Regions from separate parts of the Mus musculus genome. Here regions 2, 3, 4, 5, 6 and 7 are each linked to region 1. The links are chromatin contacts, called in public HiChIP or PLAC-seq, capture Hi-C and promoter capture Hi-C maps. All regions are on one chromosome and are shown on one strand. Each heading gives the region's core, a stretch centred on a gene start, on an enhancer-like site or on the middle of the called end of the contact. The rest is flanking DNA. Distances are from core to core; before and after follow the strand shown.

Region 1 (2,781 bases), core at 272-2,771:
GCAGCGCTGGGTCTTCTACCTCCTGCCTGGCATCTCCATGGCTTCCGTTGGCATCGCCATGTATACTTCAATGATGACCAGTGACAATTACTACTACACCCACAGCATTTGGCACATCCTACTGGCTGGTAGTGCAGCATTTCTTCTGCCACCACGAGAGGAAAAAGCTGGGTCCTGGGCCTGTTTGCAGAAGTTCCCTTGTCACTACCAGATCTGCAGGAATGATCGGGATGAGTTGTACACAGTGACCTGATAAGGCTGGTTCATGGACACCTGAAACTCTAATGACCTCTTCAGCTAGGACAAGCGAGAGAGGTGCTTGTCTAGCCCCAACCAGGTTTCCATCTGAATAAAATTGTCCTGAGACGCTTGGCTTCTTTCTCCAGAGAAGACCCCCTCCACCCCAAAAAATCTTTATGGCTGCTGCCAATTCCTCTGAAGGTCACAGCTGTTTCCACCTGGAGCCCACAGGTGCCACGTGTGGGCTGATCACGCTGTTATGGATGGGGATACAGATAAGGGATTCCTGTGGTCCCCTTCCTTTGGAAAGCCGTGATATGAGACCCACAAGCAAGGAAGTCTGAGTGCACAGAGGTCACTCACTGTCTCTGACATCCTGTACCCTTAATGCCATCCTGCCTTGGCATGGGGATACCCTCCTGCTGCAGTTGCTATGGTAGAGTCCAGGGTCATCAGAGAGCTGATTAAGACCTGGAGTGCTGTGTGCTGTCCCTCCCTCATTGTCTGTTGGAGCAGGAGGCCTTCGGGAGAGCCTGAGGTAGCAGGCTGCTCAGCTGTATGAGGTCTGGCTCCAGAAGGCACACAATGCTCGCTAGTGTTCCCTTCTCTCTTAAGGGGTCCAAGGCCCCAGTCTGGTGAGCATTCTCCTGTGCTGGCCCTAGACACTTGGATGAGGCTGACCCCTACTGGATCAACTGAGGATTAAGGAGTGGGTTCTGGATCCCCAGCCCAATCTTTCTGGTCTCCTGGGGTCACTGAGCTGGTAGTGCTGTGTGCCCAGGCCATTTGGTTCCCACTGTGAGGCTCATCTGCTCTGAGTACTGGGATTGCAGGTGTGGGCTTCTGGGCTCCTTCCCAAGCTACTAACATCCTTTATTTGGCACCAAAGCACACTTTAGCCCCTGAAAGGGGAAATGTGTATATTCTGTTGGGGGTGGGGGGCAGGTGGTAAAATGTTACTGTTCTAAGATATGAAGGCATATTTTTATGTAATTGGTGAATTTAATATTCTACAATAATTTTTCAAATCAAATGAGTGGTCTTTTTTTTTTTTTTCCTTGCGTCCCTGGAGGGAAAGGGAGGTTGAGCTCAGGGTAGCCTTTCCCAACAGGCTTGCCAAAGCTGCTGGGGAACTCCTGGGCTGCACTTGGCAGACGGTGCCTTGAACCCATTCGCAGTAGATAATTTTTCATGGTCCCTAAAGGAGGCGGAGGGAAAGGGATTAGTTTAGATGGACGGGCGTTGCTGCCAATTGGCAGCGAGCGAAGGCGCACGTTCGGTGACGCTATTCCGGTTCCGGGAGGCGCGGGCGCGCTCTCCTAGAAGTAGAGGGTCGCGCGATGCCGCTGCACAGGTATCCTGTGCACCTGTGGCAGAAGCTGCGGCTGCGGCAGGGCATCTGTGCGCGCTTGCCCGCCCACTTCTTGCGCTCACTGGAAGAAGAACGGACGCCGACCCCGGTACACTACAAACCTCACGGGACCAAGTTCAAGATCAACCCCAAGAATGGGCAGCGCGAGCGCGTTGAGGACGTACCCATTCCAGTTCACTACCCTCCAGAGTCCCAGCAGGGACTGTGGGGTGGAGAGGGCTTGATTTTAGGCTACAGATACGCCAACAACGACAAGGTGGGTGCGGACCATCTCGGCTGTTCTGCATGCTTTGCTGAGCAGGCGCTGCTCTGGGCGCCACAAACGGTCAACCAGACTAACACAAGCGTTTTGTTTACGGAGCAAGCTAACTCCGATAGCAAAGTCTAGTCCTGAAGTGGGGTGGTCCTGGATCAGATAGTATCAAAAGTAAGGACAGAGTGGGGACAGTGGTGGAGAAAAGGAAGGAGGAAGGATAGATTCGAAGCTTGTGCCGAAGAGGAGGGAGAAGTGAAATCTGCTTGTCACCTGCTAGTTTCTATGCGCATTTCCCTCATTTTTAGGACGGAATAACTTTGCTCCTAGTACATAAAAATCAAAAAGACCGAGATGACTGCCTGGAGTCTATCTCTTCTGGTGATACTCTGCTCCTAGGCAAGCCCTGTGGGAGGAGAGAGTATGTTTCAGGCCTTCCAGGGTGTCATTCACTTGCCTGTGGCTACTGGGTTTCAGCTGTGTGAGAATCTGGAACATATACCAGTAGCATTAGGGCTAGCCTGAGTGAAGCAGACATCTAGGTGGGTGGGTGTCCAGAGCCAGCTCAGGGGCCCTGACCTGCATCAGTGGTCCTGAGGAGCGTCTGAGGAAGGGAGAGGGCCTGGCTCACAGTAGCCCAGGTTCCAGAAGGGTGCTTTGGGGCCCACTTGGTCTATAGGAAAACGGGAGGTTTCTCTTGCACCCTTAGCTCTCCAAGAGGGTGAAGAAGGTGTGGAAGCCACAGCTGTTCACTCGGGAGCTTTACAGTGAAATCCTGGACAAGAAGTTCACCGTGACTGTGACCATGAGGACCCTGGATCTCATCGATGAGGCCTATGGATTTGACTTCTATATTCTCAAGGCAAGCAGGGGTTAGTGCACTCCAAGGTCTTGTCAGACTCGTGGGAAGTGCCGA
Region 2 (3,210 bases), core at 568-3,067, 1.6 Mb before region 1:
GTTTCTAGTGTGTCAGCCTCAGCTCATTACTAAACACCCCGATCTTTCCTGTTCATTTCCTGAAAGACTCTGATGTACAGCTACAAGAAGTTATATCAAGGAACTTCTTGGATTTGGGCAATACTTTTGGCCACTCCTTCCTAGTCACCTTAGTCAGGCTGTACACAGCCATTCTCATTTCCTGAAGAGACAGCTGCAAATAGATTTAGGACCTCAGGGTACAGGGACTTGAGTTTCTGCAGAGAAACATGAATGTATAGAGGATCTTCAGGATTGTCTTTATGACTGCAGCAGCGCCTGCCACAAAGATCCTCAGGAAAGAGATCTGGGACATGGAGAGGCCCCTGAAGAACAAGGCTGCAAAGGAATGAGCCTGTGCGTGCAGGGAGCGGGGCAGGAGGGGAGATGAGACAGATATCTCTAGACCTCAGCCTCATCTGATCATGTTGGCCTGCCTCAAAAGAATCTAGGCTGGGACAACTGGCCTCTAGTGAGGGTTAGAAGACGCTGGTCTAGCTTCCTCACTATTTTACTTGACTCATAAATCATCACACATACCAGAGGCTCTCAGACTTTACCCTGCTCTGCCTCTTAACCTTACCTATCACTTACCTATACTTGCTGGCTTGCTCCTCTGACTCCCCCTGCCTGTAAGGCTCTTCCTGAAATGTCTCAAGACTGACTGCTTCTCCATCAGATCTTCAGCTAACTGTAGGTCTCCCTACCAAAGATTTAAGAACGCCCAATACTCAATACTTTATCTGTGTTCAGTTCCCCCCCCCCCGTAAAACTTATCACAGTTCCTCATGATTTTTAACTTTTTATTTTAACTAGAATAACAGTACTGCAGGTGAGTTGCCACAAGGAGACAGTTACCAAAGTCTTGAGACATTTTTGTCATAACAAAACAGGGCTGTGGGTGTTACTACTACCATTCAGTGAACAAACTCAGAATTGCTGCTGGACTGCGTACAATGCACAGGACCCTAGAGGCAGAATGGTCTGTCTCAAAACCGCGTACCAGATGAGCTTATCAGTTTGGAATCCGGTTCTCCGCCGACTTTCCAGAGCCTAGGATACTGCTTGGCACACAGGCAGCGCTCAAAAAAACATAGGAGTGCAAAGACAACGAAAGAGAGAGTGAAGGGAAGGAGTGACAGACGGATTTACTTGGAGTCAGGAGGACTTATAGAGGCTGAGACCCCAGCCGTCTCAGTCCCGCCCCCCAGGCTAGGCCCACGACCGCTCGCGACGCTCCCACAACCAGCCCGCGCTCCACCGCACTCCCCGGAAGAAGGAGCCCCAGGTCTTGTGCTCCGCGCACTCACTCACCCGCCCGCGGCTGCCTAGGAGCAGCGACTTCACCCACCGGCATCATCTTGCCCCTCTCGGCCCGCGGCCGGGAAAGGTTTCAGGATACAGGAGCCGGAAGTCCCGGGGCAGGTCGGAACTTGTAGTTCACGGACTTCAGGAACTCTAGGTGCTGCTTCACGCTTTGAGCTTCCTAAACTACGACTTCCGGCGACCTCTGTACTGAAGGACCGGATTGGTAGCTTCAGAATCACTCTATGTTGCACATTGGAATTTGATTGGCTAACTGAACTCGTCACTCATGGACTCAATGGCTCTACAACCGGGAGGATATTCGAGCTACTCAAAATACCGCCTCCAAAACAAAAGTCGCTGTACGATTGGTGGAAATTGCAGGACAGCTCGAGGAGCATATCAGCAGTGGAGGAAGGTGGGCACTTCCTCAGAGGTGGCCCAATCACATAAGGGGCAGTTCTATAAACTCTTGAGCCTCGCGAGCAGTCGCTCTTTTTGGGAGTGAGTGTGTTCGTGGTCCCTTTCATCTAGGTTTTGTAAGGAACGTTTTGGGAGTAGTGCTCGCCGAATGGAACTCAAAGGACCTCTGCTACAGATCTGCCTTCCTCCCGAGCTGAAGTGCTTTAGTCCTAAGGGTTTAACCCTTCCCCATTTTTCTTCTGACTCCATTTTTGCAGGTATGAACTGGTCGGGCCTGGCTTCCCTTTTCAGCCCCAAGCCCGTGATGAATTAATTTCTGACACCTCGTATGAAAACTGCATGCGTAGTCTGATTACATTATAAGACTGAGGCTTGGGCGCGACGTCACTAATTGGATGGGTTTTGAGTGAAAAGTTAACCAAAGTAAAGATTTATGTTTGATTTTTTTTTTTTCAGGGCATGTTGAGTCGGCTGCATCTAGAGATCCAACGAGTAGGAGTGTTGGCTGGTAAGCTGGGCATCCGTGTATCTGAGTTTCTTAGCAATAAAGTGAAATGCAATCTTACTGTGGTTTCAGACGTTGTGATTTCATGTGCTGATAGCACAGTGCCGTAGAGGCCCTGGTTTGGCGTCACACAGTCCGCAAAGGGGTTGACTAAGATATTCTGTTTGAATCATTCTAATCTAGGGTGACCTTATAAGCCAGCACTACTTAAGGAATAGGCTGTGGGGCACCCTAATCTTGATAGTAAACTATTCCTGTGGGAATTTTGGTGACGGTATCAGCGCATGTGTAAATTAAGTGTTTCCCCAGGTGAAGTACCTTTACCCCCCCACTAAGCCATTTTTGCCCCAGGAGGTGGTTTTCCACAGATGACACAAACTCCAGAAACACCTTTATTAATAGGGACTTAGAGGACAGGTTTTCACTCAACATTTGTGGCTTGGTGACTTTAGTACAAAGTGGAACGGACTGGGCCAGCCTGCTAAGTTGTGACTGGGTTCTATCATTCTGACCTTGCTGTGCGTCCCTATATCAGCCTCCTAGTGAGTCGGAAGCAGTCCAACAAATGGACAGTGACTGACATAGCCTTGAGTGGGGTCCTGTCTGAGCAGTGTGCTGCGTGTGGTCCCCCTCCTCACTTCTGGGAGTGCCCAGAAGAGGGCAGCAATGTGCTGTGGCCTGGTTTTTATGCTTCAAGACCATTTCTGGTGGCCACTGGGGCAAAGGGTAAGCATTAGCCTCTGGTGTCTTTGAGAAGACACTAGGGCATCCATCCTTTGAGGACAAGTCTATAGACTCGGGCAATTCTCAAAGGCAGAACTGCTTCCTCCAGCGTGGAACTGAGTTTCAGCAAGGTTCAGAGTCGACAGCAGGAGACCCCTCGGCCCTCCCTCTTAACATAGTCATGCAGCCTGAAGCGCGGCTCGCTGGGAGCCTTGGCTGATCTCTGTTTCAGCTCC
Region 3 (2,819 bases), core at 116-2,615, 1.1 Mb before region 1:
AGGCCCGAGGGGTCTGCCCGTCCCTCTTTGTGCTGCTGCTGTCCGCCGCGTCCGCGCCGCCGGGCCCCTCTCCGTCCAGCGACTCCTCATCGGCCGTCCGCTTGCCCAGCTTCTTGAGCCCTTCCTCCCCGCTGCCGGCGTCGCCCAACTTCACTGTCATCCTGCGGCGAGAGAGACGAGGAGCGGTGAGGCGGGCGGCAGGCAGAAGTTTACCGCCGGCCTCCCAACATGGCGGCCGTTGTTTGTTCCAGCGCCGCCCGCCGCCCGCCGCCCGCCCGAGGGCCCACAGAGTGCTGAGCCCGACCGGACCGGGACCCCGCCCCGCCCTTGGATGCCCCTAACCCAGGTAGACCAACACAGCCCGGAGCCACGGAAGGCACGGCAGCATGACCTGGCCTCTGCGCTTTGGGTCCCGCAGTACCGCCGTCCCGCCACCACCTAACCCAAGGAGCCGCAGCTCATGGCCCCCAGCTTGATCCCGCCTCGCTCCCCGCACTGCCCGTGCCTCCCCTCTGCTCCCGAGCCACGCGCGATCAAGCCGCGCACCTGCCTATTGCAACGGCCCGCGCTGCCCTCCGAGCCCCTAGTGCTCCATAGGCCAAAACTGCCGCTCCCTCCAAAGCTGGCATGCAAGAGAGAGACTCTGCACTCCGGAAACCTTCCCAGGAGGGAGATGGCCCGACTACACCTCTCATTCAACAAAGCCTGTTGCATAGAACAGGTTAGAGAACACCGGAAAAGTGACAGCAAACACTGTTATGTTCCAGTCGGATCTTAAGAATAGGAACTGAACTATGTAAACAATTCTGGAAACAACAAAATTCTTGCTTTAACTTCTACCACTGTCATAAGATATCGATAAGCAAAATAATAATTATCTGTAGCTAGGAGAAATTATACTCAGAATAAACTAAAGTTCAGGTACATTCCAACATCTTAAGACAGGCTGTGTACATGATGAAGCAGGACAGAGAAACACTCCGTTCTTTAGCAGACGCTAGGTCCAACATAACTGTTGAAAACATTCCACTTAAAAAGAAAAGCAGACAGAGCAAGGTACCAATGATAACAAAGAAACAGACTGAAGGTAAAGACAGAGATGTAAAACTCGAAGTAACACCATAAAATGGTGCTGCCAAAAACGGTGTGCAATTTTCCTGTTTGGCACTGATCTTTCAAATACTACCTTAAGAAAACCCTGGCACAGAACCACACAAGACACAACCCCACGCTAAATGATTTTATGGCACAAGACTTCGAACCTATTCACTTTTAACCCCCTCACCACGGTTCCCAAAACCCTGTCATTGTGCTAGGGAGCGAAACCCATTCCCAGAACCAGCACTGCCAACAGCACCAAGCAAAATGCATCAATCCAACAGGACCCACTCGCCGGCGCGCTGGGCCCTGTCCCCAGGCACATTCCGGTCGTTCCCCAGAGGCGGTGGACTCCATAGGAGTCCGTCACCGAAACCCGTCACTTCCTGACCGTGGGAGGCGCGGGCACTGTGGGCCTCGTCCCGGCTCCACACCCTTTGTCCCATTTCGGGTGGGAGAAGCTCGCACCTTCCTGAGGAGCTGACCGCTGGCTGCACGCGGCGCAGCCCACGAATACCGCGGCCCCTCCGCGGATCCCGAAGGCTCCCAAGTGCAGCCTACGGTCACCTTTTTCATCCACGCTTCCCGGCAGCCTGGCTCCCGGATCCCGGGCCTCCGCAGAACCGACCGGGCCCGGCAGCTCCGGCTGCGGCGAAGCCGCGACGCCGGGCTGGTGGTCAGGTGTCAGGCGCGGTCACCAAGCACTGTTCCCCTTCGCAAGACCTCTCCGTGGACTGGCGCGCGGCTAACAGGGCTGACGGCACCGGTGCAGCCGCCACTCGCCCTCCCACACCCGGGACGCCGCGCTCTAAACAGTTCCGGCTACGGCGGCCGCCGGGGACCTGAAGTCGGCGCCGGAGCGGGGAGGGGCGAACGTCCCGCAAAAAAGACGAGCACGTCCAGCTTTTCTGCGGGCGCGCCCAACCAGCTAGGCTGCCATTGGTCAGCAGGCGTTACGTGCGCGCGCCCGCACGATGTACAGGGGCGGGCCCGCAACGTGGGGCGTGTTGTGACGGCAACCTCGCGCCCTTGCGGATCATGCGTCTTTTCCGATTGGCCAACCGACAGCCAATAGGATCAGCGTGCTGGCTGTGATTGGCTGAGACTATGTTGACGGATGCGTGAGAAGAAATCACCGCCTCAGCGGGGCGTCTTGAAGCGCGCGGGAACTCGGGTGGGGACTTTGCACTTTGAAAACAGGTTTAAGACCATAAATGTATCGTAGCATAGTCCACTAACACTTTTCCTATTCGAAGCGATAAGGAAATGTGTTTTTAAAACTCTAATGCTTATGCATGTGGCGTTTGAAAAAAGTATCCCAGTTTGCAGGAGGTCCCCGCCTCTGGTTATCCCCTTGGCTCATTGGCGTGGACCGTGCTACTGCGCCTGCTCTTCAGCGACACTCGCCGTTGGCTAACACTGGCTAAAGTGCACACGGTCACCCAGGGAACCCTGTGCCTAGCTGCTGCAAGCCTCTGCTGAGTACCGCTTGCAGCGGTCTCTCGAGGCATCAACGCGCCACGCGCCGGGGCGGTGTCCGGTACTCAGAACGTTCCAGAGAAGCTCTCGAGCCGCGCCTCCCCATCCGATGCAATGCAACTAAGCTCCGCGAGGTGCCGACTGATGGCCTGCGTGGGGTAGGCAGGATGAACTCGGGGAGAAAAGTATTAGGAGCCTTGACGCAGCTTGCCCCGAGTAGCAAATAGATCTGGCCCACCCAT
Region 4 (3,069 bases), core at 21-2,520, 1.5 Mb after region 1:
ACCGGACAGTGATTCCTGGTAGTCCATCCTCCCTTTCATCAGAGCCTTTCATAACTAACGGGTCAAGTTCCTGTCGCCCATTTCAACACGATGCACCGTACTGCAGGCTTGCCACCCCAGCCCACCGCCGAGGGCCGGGATAAAACATACTCAGTTTCACTGCCCTTCATTGTTTTCAAGCGAACTGCCATCTTACCACCATGCACACACACGACAGCAATGTGTCCCCACAGGCATTTTATGAATTTCCAAAGCAGCTATTCTTTGTGGATTTACAAACCACGCGCCTTTCATGAATCTCGCTTCATCACCACAGAAACGGCTTTGTGAAGCCGAAAAAAAAATTTTTTTTTAAGTTCCTTAAGGAAAAAGGAACAAGACTCTAAAACGTTCTATTATCCTAGCTTACCCTACGACTCATCCTATTGGGCACAGCAGAGAAACGTCGGGACAGAGATCTTCATAAATACAGCTTTTGATGGTCGTGAAGTGTTCCGGTCAATATGAATAACAACCTCGACGACAACCGTGTCCAGTGCCCTTTCTTTTCAGGCTCCAACCATACGGACTCAGCAGCTCAACGTTAGAATCGAACGGCTGGCCCCGGCTTGTCGCTGCCAGTGCTCGCCCGCAGCCACCTCCCCTCGGCCAGCAGCAACCCTGCGGGGAGGGAGGGAGGGAGGGAGCGGCCCTCCGCTCCGCCACAAAGGCCGGCCTGCGCCCCATGCACGTGTGCCGAGCGCCGAGCTGCCTAGCCACTGCCCCGGGCGAACGGCGGCCAACCCCCGACGGCCCGCCGCGGGATGGCATCCCGCTGCCCCGGGCCCTCTCCACTCCGCTCCCCACCCCCCCTTCTCCCCAGGAAACCCCGTCGGGCGCCGCCGACCCCCGGCAGGGCGCCTCACCTCCTCCTCGCTCTCGCTGCGGAAGCACAGGCACGCGGCCCGCTTCTTGTAGCCGTCGCCGTCGTAGGTGCGGGTCTGGTTCGACTTGAGCTTCATCATCCTCCGGGCCCGGGTGGGGGGTGCCGTGCGGGGCCTCGGAGTCCAGGGAAGGGGAGCCTGCTGCAGGCGGGCGGCCGCGCGCGCGCGCGCCCCAGGCTCGATCGAGAGGGCGGGGAGGAGGGTCTGTGTGTCCGCTACACGGCTCCGCGGCGGGACAGCCTCATTGCCCCCGGCCCAGGCCCTGCGCCGCCGTCACGGCCGCCGTCGCCACCGCCACCGCCCCCTCTACCGCCGCCGCCCCCGACGACGACCGCGCCGCCATTTTGGACGCGCTGCGTCAGCTGCGTAAGGCACGCGGGCTCGCCGGACGGCCGCGCGTGCGCAGCGCGGACGGCGTTCCGGAATCGCGCCCGGCGCGGGAGAGCGTCTGCACTGAAGGCCGCGGAAGCTGGCGCGGCTGCTACGCAGACAGCGTAGGGCTGGGGATGGCGGAAGCCGGGTGAGGCGCGGCGCGTGGGCACCACCCGCGACCCCACGGTCCCGGGCGCCGCTGGGCAGAGAGCAGGGGCCCGCCCAAGGTCACCGGCTGAGCGGCCCAGCCCGATCCAAGGTCGCGCCGCTCAGATGACAGGGAGAGTGACAGCGCCGCTCTGCTGTCCCTCGCCGCAGACTGTCAACCTTAGCTGCTGGGGATCAGGAGTGGGGCGGGGCGGGGCTGCTCTTTGCGGTCAGTTGGTAGCTGTCTGGACATATGTGCGTCCTGCAGCCATTTGTGCAAAAAAGGCAAAAGCTGCCACTTGCCTGGCGACATGCTTGAGGGACTGGGTTCGAACCTCAGCACTGCAAAAAAGAAAATAAAAAAGGAAGGAAAGAAAAGAGAGAACGCCATCCTCTTAAACAGGAGCAGAAAGGGAGAGACTGTAAGAGTGTGCACAGCACACGTACGTAAATCATGAAATATGGTTTCTGGCCGTGACTATAACACTGGGATGACCCTCTTAGAGGACGTGAAAGTGGGCTACAGCGTTCCTGCAACAAAACGGGCACCATTACCGTGTGCTAAACGTTTAGAAAATTCTGTCAAGATATTCAAGATTTATAAATAAATCCCAAAGCGCACAGCGTACGTTTGTGGGGACAGGTGTGTGCGCCATGATTGCTTCTGTGAGGTCAGAGGGCAACTTAAACGAATCCATTTTCTCCCACCACAGAGGACCAGGAGACTGAATTTAAGTGGTCAGGCCTGGCTGCAAATGACCTTTCTGGGATATCTGACGGGTCCCCGTTACCTGTTTTAATCATCTTGTATGTAGTATACTTCATTAATAATCTAGAGGGGCCCAAGAGATGTGTCAGTTTAAAAGGGCACTGGCCATGGAGCCTGACCACCTGAGCTAGATCCCTGGCACACATAGCGAAAGGAGAGAACCAACTCCCACAAGCTTCACCGCTACATGTGCTCTATGACATATGTGTCCACACATATTCTAACTTCTTTAAAAACTAAATGAAGGGGCTGGAGGGATGGCTCAGTGATTAAGAACACTGGCTGTTCTTCCAGAGGACCCTGATTCAATTCCCAGTATATGGTAGTTCACATGGTACCATACAGAGTAGCTCACAACTGTCTGTTGGCTCCTTCACACAGATATATATACAGCCAAAACACCAATAAAGTAAAAATGTAAAAAGTCTGGCTGAAAAGGTGCCTCAGGGATAGGAGCGCCTGAAAATGTCCAAGTGTCCAGGAAGCAGAAAGCACTGGGCGTTATCAGTAATAGCTAAATACAATTTAAAACTGAAATTTGCCTAGTTTGTATGAAACTCTAGATTCCAAATTAACTAGGCAATGGCAGTAATCCAAGCACTGTGGAGACAGAGGCAGGAAAATCAAGAATTCAAGGCCATCTGTGGTTACACAGCAAGTTTGAGGTTAGCCTAGGCTACATGAAACCCCGTCCCAAAGGGGCTCAGCAGTTAAGAACACTTACTAGTCTTGAAGAAGATCCCAGTCTGGTCCTTAGTACCCATATGAGGTGGCTCCCCACCACCTGTAACTCCAGTCTCAACACCTGGATTCTGTAGGCACTGCACACAGACAGACATAACAAACTAGAATTATGCC
Region 5 (3,087 bases), core at 579-3,078, 1.2 Mb before region 1:
GGGCTATTACACCATCTCATCACCCATCCCTGTTTAGAAAAGGAAACTGTAGTCTTTTTACAGAACTGAAGATAAGCATGCAGGTCTTTCCACAGGAGCTAGGATGCTGTTTACAGTGTTTAGTCCCCCTTCAGCTTTACCCTCACTGGAGGTCCCTCCAAGGGCATAAATGGGCATTTAACCCCGGCTTCCACCGGGCCAGTTTGGCATCTATTTACTCATTGCATTGCTCAGCTTCCTTTCAAGAGCTGGGTCTTCTGCACAACCTAAGCCCCACGTACACTCACTGCTCCGTCCAGCTTGTTATTAAGCTGGAAGGCAGAGGCATCCTCCCCGGGGGACAGTGTCAACACTCAAGCAGAAACCATTTTACAAGGATGTAACTTTGCCTTACCACAGTACACCTTCATTTTCTTCTTTTTCTCCACATTAGTGATCTTGACTATGTAAGTATGGAGGCAAGGGGAAGAAATAATACCCAAGTCCTTTGCCAATGTATCAAAAGTCCCCAGAGAGTCAGGGCTATGGAGAGTGGTATCAGGCACAAGACAACTCCAGGGCAGGTCTAGAAGGACCAAACACTGCAGACTTCTAGGGTACTGCCCCACTAGGCAGCAATATGAACCCAGAAGGTAAGGCTTAAGCTGTTGCCAAGGTCTACCCTGTTACTTGGCCTGTCCTTTTGTCTGTGGTCAGTGTGTGACCTTGATCTAGCCCAGACAGTTTCTGGAGCCAGTTCCCTGTTTCTGAGGTCACCCAAGCCCTCCTCACATCCTTTGAGGCTTTTGAATCCCCCCATATGTAGAGAACTTGATTAAGCCAGTTATGTGGTGCCCATGCATTCACAGCAAAATCTTGACAATCAAAAGGCAAACCATGGAAAGTATGAATGATTCAAGATAAGCAAAGCTTTTATCCTAGCTGTGATGCAGGGCCACTAACTTAATAAGAAGCCAAAATATCAAGATCGACTCTTAATTTCAATAGTAGTCTCTAAGACTGTGTCAAGTCAACTTCACTTAAATGGAATTTAACCTCATATAAGAAGGCACTTCCCATCATAAACCGAAGAGCATTTATTTCTAGAATTGTAGAATTCTGGGCTTTGTGATTCTAGGGCAACTTGCTCCAAAGACGGGAAGGAATAAAACCCAGAGCCAGCAGGCGGCAGCCAAGGTCAGAGGACAGCAGGAATGGGGGCCCATGTCTCCCGGACTCTGCACAGGCTGTGCTCTAGGTCCCAATTGGATGGAGAAAGTGGCACTCCCAGCAGCATCGGCATCAGCATCAGCATCAGCAGCATACTGCCGGCTGAGCCGAGCTGGCTGCTCCACGCTACCCACACCGTCCCTCACCGTCCCTCTCCGCGGCGGCCGGGGCCCACGCACCTCCTCGGCCTGTTTGCGCAGCGCCTTCTCGCGCTCGTATTGCGTGAGCAGCTGCTCGTTGTCCTCGCGTAGGAGCTCCAGCTCCACCTCGTGCTCCTGGTTCTCGCTCAGCACCGAGTCAAGGTTCTCCAGCACGTTCACCACCAGCGGCATGAGCTCCTTGACCACCTCCTCGTCATAGCAGTGAATGAGGCGCTCGAACTCGCGGTAGATGGAGCCCGCCAGGCCCGACACACGCTCCGACATGACCGAGCCCGAGCAGTAGTCGTCTTGGTACACCACCACTCCTCCTCCCTCGTCCATCTGGATCTCCATCATCGCGGCTACCGCCGCCGCCGCCAGCGCGGCTCGTTCCGGGGCCCGAATCCACGGGCCGCTGTCACCTCAGGCAGCCGCTACCTTAGGACGTGCCGCCGCCCAGGCCGCGCCCGTCACTCCCTTGCCGGAAGTCCCGCCTGGCTGCGGGGGTGGAGCCCCATCCAGTTCCGCCCCGAGCGCCTTGACGCTAAAGGAACGTTTCCGGCTGCGTTGCTGGTGGCTCTTGAGGACGTAGCTCAGTCTGATTGGAGTGACCTGGATGCTTCTCTATCTCTGTCCTGTTTGTCTTCAGACCTTTGTCATACATACTCTGGCCACCCTCAACGTTCACGCGACATGTGTCGCTTGCCCTGTTTCTGGTTGTTTCCCGCTCTGCTGGTTGCTTAGTTCCATGCAGTGCTTCATTTTGCACAGGACACCAGGTTCTAAAATCCTTATGTGTGGCGGTACTTTTGAGACAGAAATATAAAGCGAGTCGATCTATATGTGTTCATTTGCTGGGGACACCATGAACCTGACTTTGAACTACTTGCTTTTTTTTCCTCTTTCTTTTTTTTTTTTTTTAAATTTATTTAATGTATTCACCGTTGCTCTCTTCAGACACACCAGAAGAGGGCATCAGAACCCATTGTAGATGGTTGTGACCCAACATGTGGTTGCTGGGAATTGAACCTAGGTCTTCTGGAACAACCAGTGCTCTTAACCACTGAGCCATCTTTCCTGCCCTTGAACTACTTTCTTGCTTACGTGGTTTTCCCGGTCCCCAAAGCCTTCCAAGGCAGCTCAGATTCACATCCTCTTAAAAAAAAAAGTTACTTGTTATTTTATGTGTATGTGTTTGGTTGTATGTAGACTTGTGCATCACACACATTCCTGGTGTCTGTGAAGGCCAGAAGAGGGCATCTGAATTGGAGTTAAGAAGGTCAGTTGTGAGCAGCCATATGGATGGCCAGAACTGAACAGAGGTCCTCCCCTCTAAGAGCAAGTACTCTCAACTGCAAGCCACCAGATCTTACTCTTAACCAACACAGTCCTTCTTGTAGCTGAAGTCCAGAGCACTTAAAACATTCCTCACAATTTCATATGCAAAGTCTTACTGTGTAGCACTGGCTGACCTGGAACTTGGTATGCCTGGCTTCTGCCATTCAGTATACACCATTACCTGGGGCTATACTTCCCTCATCTTTCCAAACACATAGATAAATACCTACTCTAAGAGATTGTTTTGTAACATGCCTCAGACCTTAGCACAACTCACTCCATGATGGAAGTCCAATTCAGGCTGTAAAACTCGGCATGTAGATAGCACCACCTGCCAAAAGAATGAAAACAGACCCAATCCCTCAGTGTGGATAGTTCTGAGAAAGTCTCTAAATTCCTA
Region 6 (3,174 bases), core at 424-2,923, 1.2 Mb before region 1:
TTCAATGTTACCCGCTTAAAGCTCAGCACTGGGATCCACTGCACACTGTGCGGCCTTAGACCCTTGGCTTGAGTGAGGGCCCGTAGGGAGGGTTCTCAGAAGGGAGATCCCTTCCTATCTAAGGAGTGCCTGATGGCTTCACAACAAATGCAGAGCACAGCTTCTCCCTTGATCTTGGTCTCATGTCATATTCTCCATCCAGAGGCTGGGAGAAACCCAGAGGTATATATACCCTGAAGGGTGGACATCTATGCGCAGTAGAAGCGTTCCAATGGGAAAGAGACTCCAATACAGGCCAGGGCCAGCTTCTGGCTTTATCCAATGGCAGTAGGCACGAGATGGGGGAAAGCGGCCTCAGTAAAGAGGCACTGAGGAGTTGGAGGAAGGGAGGAAGCACTGCTTCTCACTAAGTTCTTACCATGTTTCTTGGGACCTCTCCACACCACGGCCTCATCAGGGTTTTCCAGCAGGAACCCCACAGACATAAGGGAGATGCTCTGCTCCTGATCCACAAAGACAGGCACCCAGCCATTGTCACACTGGTGCACGGCCTTGCCTTGTGCACGGAGCATGTGTGGTATGCTGGGACCGCACAGGTCCACATCTAGGATTCCCACCTGCAAGGAGGAGGATGCTGAGGGGTGGAAAGAAGTCTGCCAAGCCTGTTGGGAGCTAGGGACAACAATGAAACAGGTGTCAACCCTGGTCCAGGCCTCACCTTCTTGCCCTGGTGGCGCAGAGCCAGGGCCAACTCCGTGGAGATGGTGCTTTTCCCAACGCCACCCTTTCCAGAAAGAACAAGGATGATGTGTCGCACCCCGGCCAGGTTCCCGGGTTCTGGTGAGAAACAGGAGTTGGGGTGTCTGAGAGAGCGACAAAGACAAAGGCACGCGGGTAGGTCTTCTAGAAGCCCCAGACCTGTCTCAGCCTCACTTCTGTCTGAAGTGGAGCAACTGAAGGCACGTGCACACGTGAACGCTCACTTCAAACTGCCAGCTAATTTTAACAGACACAGAGGAAACTAACAGAGTAGATGATCACAGCTAAGCGACACCCGCGCACAAACGCAGACTCCACACTAGAGACTTCCAGTTCTAGGGAAGCAGGGCCCCCAATTCTCGGAAAGGCGTGAGGCTGAGGTCTTAGAGCAGATATAACCGCCGATGTGTGCATCGCGACACTCGGCTAGCTCAGTAAACAAGGGGACATGGGATGCTTTGGCGTGGGCCTGCACGCGGTTCGCCTTCAGACTTTCCCAACCCCTCGCGTTTGACCGACCTGCACGCTCACCGGCAGCAGCCTCCATTCCGCTACTAGTTGCTTTTCGCGGCTCTCTTCCGCTTCCTCTCCAAACTTTCGCAGCCTTTGAACCAATGGTGACAAGAGCCCGCCCCTTACTCATTTTGAGAGGTTAGTCATTCACCGTCCAGCCAATCAGATCACCCAAGGAGGTCCCGATCCTGGCAACTGATGATGACGCCACGGGCACGGACACACTTCCTTATATTTGTCCAATGGTCATGCGAAAGTTTTTTTTTTTTTTGACCGCTCTAGCGAGGGCCAATAGAAACTTTGGTTCAGGATTGACAGTTTGTGCAAGCCTCTTGACAGCAGTCCTGTCTCGCGAGACCCGCCCCCGCGCGAAGCTGCCATAGAGCCCGCCTTCGGCTGCCGGGCCAATGCAGGGCGGGGGCGGGGATTGTTTGCGTCGCGGCCGGAACGGAAAGTGGGTCAGCGCCGGGGGAGCTTTTTGGCCGCAGGTGAGCCGCGCCGGCCCAGCCCGGTCAGGCCCGGCGGCCGGCGGGTTGACCTTGCAGGCGGTCAAGCCGGCCACCCGTTGTTCCCTGGCGGTGGCGCTCGGGAGTCTGGGCGGGGGCCTCGGAGTCAGGCGTCAGGGACGGCATCGCTGTGGCGAGATCCGCGAGCCTTTGGCGAGGGAAGCAACCTTCAGCCCCGCGGAGGCCGAGCGTGGCTACGTCCAGGGACATCTCTGGTTCATTCATTGGGTTCCTACTGTGTGTTCTTATACGGCGCTCAGCCAACCCAACTGCTGTGGAGTGCTGTGCGCGGCCCCGCCCGGCTTCTTTGTGGATGGCCGGGGCGAGGTAGGGTAGTACAGTGGGTCTACAGGGGGACAGGAGGCAGCTAGGACAGAGTCGACTATTAGACAAAGACAGTCCACTCGGGAGAGGAGATCCGGACCTCTCAAAGCCTTTCATTTTGTCCCAAGAACGATGTCAAGCCAGTGAGTTTAAGGTTGTATCAAAGACTGAGTTTGTAGTGTGCAGAGCCGGATGGGTGAGAGGGAGTTGTGTGGTGCAGGAAGCGGTGGGGGTCTCCAATGGCAAGGAGGGGTGTCAGGAGTGGATGACAGCGGTGTTTCTGGCATGAGGAACTGGATGCTGTGGATGCCATTTGCCAAAGTGGACCGCGGAGGAGGAGCAAGTTAAGTGTCAAATGCCTGAGGGGCAACAGCTCCTGAACAGAATGCAGAGATGGGCTGGGACACATCCAAAGTCATGGGTGTCTGGGTTGTGTTTCACACCATCGCCCTGGGCTTGATTGAGGTGCTCAGATACTCGAGCCAGGTACGAGCTTGTGGGAGTTTCTGGAGCTCAGAGCTCAGTGTTGAGGGCTTGGAGTCCCCAGCCTTTGGTGGATCCATGGCTTAGGCTGCCAGGTAGAAGTGGCAGGGGGCAGAGTTGTGGGGTGTAGATTTGGGCCTTGTTTGGACATTGATACATTACATGTCTTTAAAGTTACAGTTATTTTTTTCCAGGTTCTCTCCACTATGGCCCGGCGTACACGGAGTAGCAGGGCATGGCATTTCGTCCTGAGCGCAGCCCGCCGAGATACAGATGCCCGGGCTGTGGCTCTGGCAGGCAGCTCTAACTGGGGCTATGACTCTGATGGGCAGGTAGGTCGAAGTGGCAAGGTGGGGATAACCAGTGTCTATGTTGGGTGAAAAAGACACTGAGCCAGGCAGCTGAGCTGTGTCCTGGTATGTGGTGCTTTTTGGTCTGGTAAAGCCTGAGGTATGTCAGGCCTCAAGACAAGAGACAGGGATCGAAAGTTCTGGATAGTGCTGGTTACTGTACAATGCTTGTTCACCAGGCCTGCCAATTTTATTATTGTGTGCCACAGTGAATGGGTCAGGAGCCTTGTATGTGTGTT
Region 7 (2,918 bases), core at 188-2,687, 1.6 Mb before region 1:
AGAAATCTGCCTGCCCCTGCCTCCTGAGTACTGGGATTAAAGGCGTGTGCCACCTCACCCGGCTTCTGTGCGTTTCAATATATTTAATAAGGCTGTTCATTCACTCGTCTAATTACGGAACAAACATGCTTATTGGCCCCAAAGAACGTCCCACCCCTTTCCTCCAGTCTCAAGGCACTCATCAACTTCCTGTCTTTGTGGACTTTTCTCTCCCTTTTTAATTTAATTTTTCTTTCCCTTTTTGAATATTTCCTGTGTAGTTCTTGGTATTTGGACGTCTAAACATTTTTTTCAAGGATTACTCCCCGGTGCTATGGTTGGAGTCTTTTCTCTCAATTTAATTTTGTCTTTAGCTCCTGCGCACAAGGATCTACAGTACCTGGAGACTGAAGCCTGAGATGGAGCTGCTTGGCGGGTGGGCGGGTGGTACAGCGTCTCCCCAGCACCTCCGCAGGGTGGTCTGCGCGGAGTGGTGGAGGGCACGGCGCTAAACTGCACCCACTCCAGGTGAGCTCAATCTCATGCATCACTTCTGAGCCTCTGCAGCATGCTCTGGCAGAGGTCCATGATATGACGCAGCAAGTATTTATTGACTCAGGTCGGCGGTACTCTCCAGGGTCAGAGAAGACTTGCGAAGTGGAAGCTCGCACAGCTGGCACCCAGAAACTGTAGGTCGCAGGGTTTTTTGTTTTGTTTTGTTTTTTTAATTTATTATCAGTGTAGAGCGCATGCTATGGCCAGGGTGTTGCGGCCAGAGGACAACTTTGTATAAGTTGGATTTGTGTACGTGGATTTCGGGAGAGGACTCAGCTGATTAGGCTTCCTTTATCCGCTAACCGACCCCCCACCTCCACAGGGTTTCTCGGTATATCCCTAGCTGTCCTGGAACTCACTCTGTAGACCAAGCTGGGCTCTGAACTCAGAGATCCACCTGCCTCTGCCACCCGAGTATTGGGATTAAAGTCTTTGCCACCACCACCCAGTGCTGAGCCCTCTCTTCTGCACCTACTAGTGTTTTTAATATTGTGACTGTTGATTGCAGAAGGCTAGGAGCGAAGAAACCTACTGACTCCAAGAAGGCCTCAACAGCCAGAGGACTTCAAGGGGGAACTCGGGAAAGCAGGGTGAATAGCCATAAGCTCTCCAGCCGTTGTGGGTAGGGGACAGCCTAAGCGGGCAGCTGCTCAAACCGCAGCCTGACTCGGGGCTCGAAACGCCGCAGCAGAGGGGGCGGAGCTTCCTCCACCTTCAAGCCTGGTCTGCAGCAGACCCAGCGGTGCAGAAGGCGGGGCCTCCGGAGGACTCCCCTCCCGTGAGACCCCGCCCACCAAGGCTCACGCTCACTGGGCGGAGCCTCTGAGGGCGCCCTTCCTTCAGGCCCCGCCTACTGCAGGATCTGCAATGAAGAGGGCGGAGCCTGTGAAGGCCTTCTCTTCATCCAGTCCCACCTACAGCCAACTTGGAAGCGCAGGGGCGGAGTCTGAGGGCGCCCCGCCCCACGCCGGAGGTGGGGGAGGAGGAGGAGCTGGCGCTGGGTCTGCAGTGCAGCGCGAATGCGCGAGCAGGCGGCCAAGGCCCTGAGGTGCGGCCTGCCCCAGAGCGCTGAGCAGCTGTCGCACCGCAGACGGGCCACGGCCGCCGCGGCATTCAGCCCCGTGCCGCACCATGAGGTCCGCGGGCCCCTCCTGAACTGCGGCTGCCGGCGCAAGGGGCCTCGGGGAACCGGGGCCATGCGCGGGCTGCGCTGACGATGCCGCTCGGCGCGCCTGCTCTCCTGGCGCTGGCCCTAGGCCTGGGCCTGTGGCTCGGAGCGCTGGCCGGAGACCCTGGGCGCGGCTGCGGGCCTTGCCCGCTCCCCTGCTTTTGCGGCCCTGCGCCCGACGCCGCCTGCCGCGTCAATTGCTCCGGCCGCTGGCTGCAGACGCTAGGGCCGAGTCTGCGCATCCCGGCTGACGCCACCGCGCTGTGAGTAGCTGCGCCGAGGCAGTGCAGGCGGGCAGGCGGTTGCCATGGCGGCGGGCGGCCTGGCTAGAGCATCATGACTGGGTCCGGCGGGAGCAGGGCTGAGGTAGATAGAGCCCTTCTGGAGCTTTGCCGGGCTGTCGGCCGCAGAGCGTGGGCGCGGTCCTGAGCTCGGGCCGCAAGACGCAGCGGGGCCTGGCCGCTCCTAGGGCGAGGCTCCAGCAGGGATGTCGGCCCGACTAAATAAGGAAAACCTTGGACCTCAGCCGGCGTGACCCAGAAGAGTAGCCAAAAATCCCAGTTCCTACGAAGACTGACGTTTTACGTTGCGGGGCTCCTCAAACAGGAGCTACAACAGTGCGTGGGGCGTGGTAGGAGGTTGCGGAATAAACGTTAATTAGAGACTAATTGAGGTGTATCCTGGGGTTGGAGATTTCTGTTGGGGCTCAGAGCTGGCCTCTAGGGGAAGAGTCTCGACAAGAATTTTATGGATGTGTAAGAATTGACTATGTTTAAGGGACAAAAGGTTGGTCCAGCGGCCTGGCCTGAGGTTGGCCACACATAGTGACTGCTGGAGAAGTGTTAGGGAGTAGAGGGTGTGATGGATGTGGGCCTCTAGTGGTACTTAGGGAGGGGAAATTGCCAGGAGGGGTTAAAACATTTGCCATTTCGGCAGTTTTGCCTTCTGAAAGTAACAGGCAAATCTCACTGAGAGATCAACATCTTGAACCAGGCTTAACTAGTCTCTTTTTATAGATTATCACACTTAATTCTTAGTCCAGTTCTCTGGCGTAGAGCCAGACCTCTGTTTTACAGGTGAGGAAAGAAGCTTGGAGATGCGATGTATTTTCAAGGTATCACAGCCTAGACATCATAGCTTAGGTTTGGACCTTTGCAGTGTTGGCAACCAGGGTTGGATCAAAAATGTTAAGAGGAGATTGCAGACTGCAGTAATT

The links. Promoter capture Hi-C pulls out the DNA fragments that hold promoters and counts their contacts. HiChIP or PLAC-seq counts read pairs in DNA pulled down with a chosen protein or histone mark. Capture Hi-C pulls out chosen DNA fragments and counts their contacts.
Region 2: a contact with region 1 is called in an HNF4G HiChIP or PLAC-seq map of pancreatic cancer cells. The contact joins the promoter of Rab26os here to the promoter of Mrpl28 in region 1. A contact is called at or near these places in 1 of 39 promoter capture datasets (embryonic stem cells) and 1 of 115 datasets of contacts at active chromatin or transcription factors (pancreatic cancer cells).
Region 3: an H3K27ac HiChIP or PLAC-seq map of thymic regulatory T cells shows a contact between it and region 1, with 4 times the contacts expected there. The contact joins the promoter of Cramp1l here to the promoter of Mrpl28 in region 1. A contact is called at or near these places in 2 of 39 promoter capture datasets (the C10 cell line and liver), 1 of 484 Hi-C or Micro-C datasets (regulatory T cells) and 1 of 115 datasets of contacts at active chromatin or transcription factors (thymic regulatory T cells).
Region 4: a contact with region 1 is called in an HNF4G HiChIP or PLAC-seq map of pancreatic cancer cells. The contact joins the promoter of Nudt3 here to the promoter of Mrpl28 in region 1. A contact is called at or near these places in 2 of 39 promoter capture datasets (the C10 cell line and liver) and 1 of 115 datasets of contacts at active chromatin or transcription factors (pancreatic cancer cells).
Region 5: a contact with region 1 is called in a promoter capture Hi-C map of liver, with 2.8 times the contacts expected there. The contact joins the promoter of Mapk8ip3 here to the promoter of Mrpl28 in region 1. A contact is called at or near these places in 1 of 39 promoter capture datasets (liver) and 1 of 484 Hi-C or Micro-C datasets (B cells).
Region 6: a capture Hi-C map of macrophages shows a contact between it and region 1, with 4 times the contacts expected there. The contact joins the promoter of Spsb3 here to the promoter of Mrpl28 in region 1. A contact is called at or near these places in 1 of 39 promoter capture datasets (pre-B cells), 2 of 115 datasets of contacts at active chromatin or transcription factors (astrocytes and microglia) and 2 of 9 other capture datasets (adipose tissue and macrophages).
Region 7: a contact with region 1 is called in a promoter capture Hi-C map of pre-B cells, with 2.3 times the contacts expected there. The contact joins the promoter of Pkd1 here to the promoter of Mrpl28 in region 1. A contact is called at or near these places in 1 of 39 promoter capture datasets (pre-B cells) and 1 of 115 datasets of contacts at active chromatin or transcription factors (pancreatic cancer cells).

What each region holds. Positions count from the first base shown.
Region 1 is chr17:26,121,982-26,124,762 of GRCm38.p6, forward strand. Mrpl28 (mitochondrial ribosomal protein L28) reads left to right here and starts at 1,522. Exons shown (of 5, transcript NM_024227.3): 1 at 1,522-1,868; 2 at 2,575-2,727. The coding sequence starts at 1,581. It overlaps Pgap6 (post-glycosylphosphatidylinositol attachment to proteins 6), which reads left to right. Exons shown (of 13, transcript NM_021793.2): 13 at 1-1,273. The coding sequence ends at 253.
Region 2 is chr17:24,526,434-24,529,643 of GRCm38.p6, forward strand. It overlaps Rab26os (RAB26, member RAS oncogene family, opposite strand), which reads left to right and starts at 1,818. Exons shown (of 2, transcript NR_045289.1): 1 at 1,818-2,003; 2 at 2,203-2,311. Traf7 (TNF receptor-associated factor 7) reads right to left here and starts at 1,505. Exons shown (of 21, transcript NM_001172113.1): 1 at 1,333-1,505. Rab26 (RAB26, member RAS oncogene family) reads right to left here. Exons shown (of 9, transcript NM_177375.1): 9 at 2,621-3,210. The coding sequence ends at 3,108. LOC115488833 (a small nucleolar RNA gene) reads left to right here and starts at 2,043; the gene lies at 2,043-2,120.
Region 3 is chr17:25,013,865-25,016,683 of GRCm38.p6, forward strand. Cramp1l (cramped chromatin regulator homolog 1) reads right to left here and starts at 1,366. Exons shown (of 21, transcript NM_020608.3): 1 at 1,263-1,366; 2 at 1-161. The coding sequence starts at 160. Ift140 (intraflagellar transport 140) reads left to right here and starts at 2,222. Exons shown (of 30, transcript NM_134126.3): 1 at 2,222-2,819.
Region 4 is chr17:27,622,182-27,625,250 of GRCm38.p6, forward strand. Nudt3 (nudix (nucleotide diphosphate linked moiety X)-type motif 3) reads right to left here and starts at 1,271. Exons shown (of 5, transcript NM_019837.2): 1 at 906-1,271. The coding sequence starts at 1,004.
Region 5 is chr17:24,935,149-24,938,235 of GRCm38.p6, forward strand. It overlaps Mapk8ip3 (mitogen-activated protein kinase 8 interacting protein 3), which reads right to left and starts at 1,829. Exons shown (of 33, transcript NM_001163449.1): 1 at 1,389-1,829. The coding sequence starts at 1,706.
Region 6 is chr17:24,885,001-24,888,174 of GRCm38.p6, forward strand. Spsb3 (splA/ryanodine receptor domain and SOCS box containing 3) reads left to right here and starts at 1,674. Exons shown (of 7, transcript NM_001163751.1): 1 at 1,674-1,760; 2 at 2,780-2,917. The coding sequence starts at 1,680. It overlaps Nubp2 (nucleotide binding protein 2), which reads right to left and starts at 1,350. Exons shown (of 7, transcript NM_011956.3): 1 at 1,279-1,350; 2 at 719-837; 3 at 419-617. The coding sequence starts at 1,306.
Region 7 is chr17:24,548,513-24,551,430 of GRCm38.p6, forward strand. Pkd1 (polycystin 1, transient receptor poteintial channel interacting) reads left to right here and starts at 1,438. Exons shown (of 46, transcript NM_013630.2): 1 at 1,438-1,965. The coding sequence starts at 1,751. It overlaps LOC115488769 (a long non-coding RNA gene), which reads left to right and starts at 1,972. Exons shown (of 2, transcript XR_003952238.1): 1 at 1,972-2,918.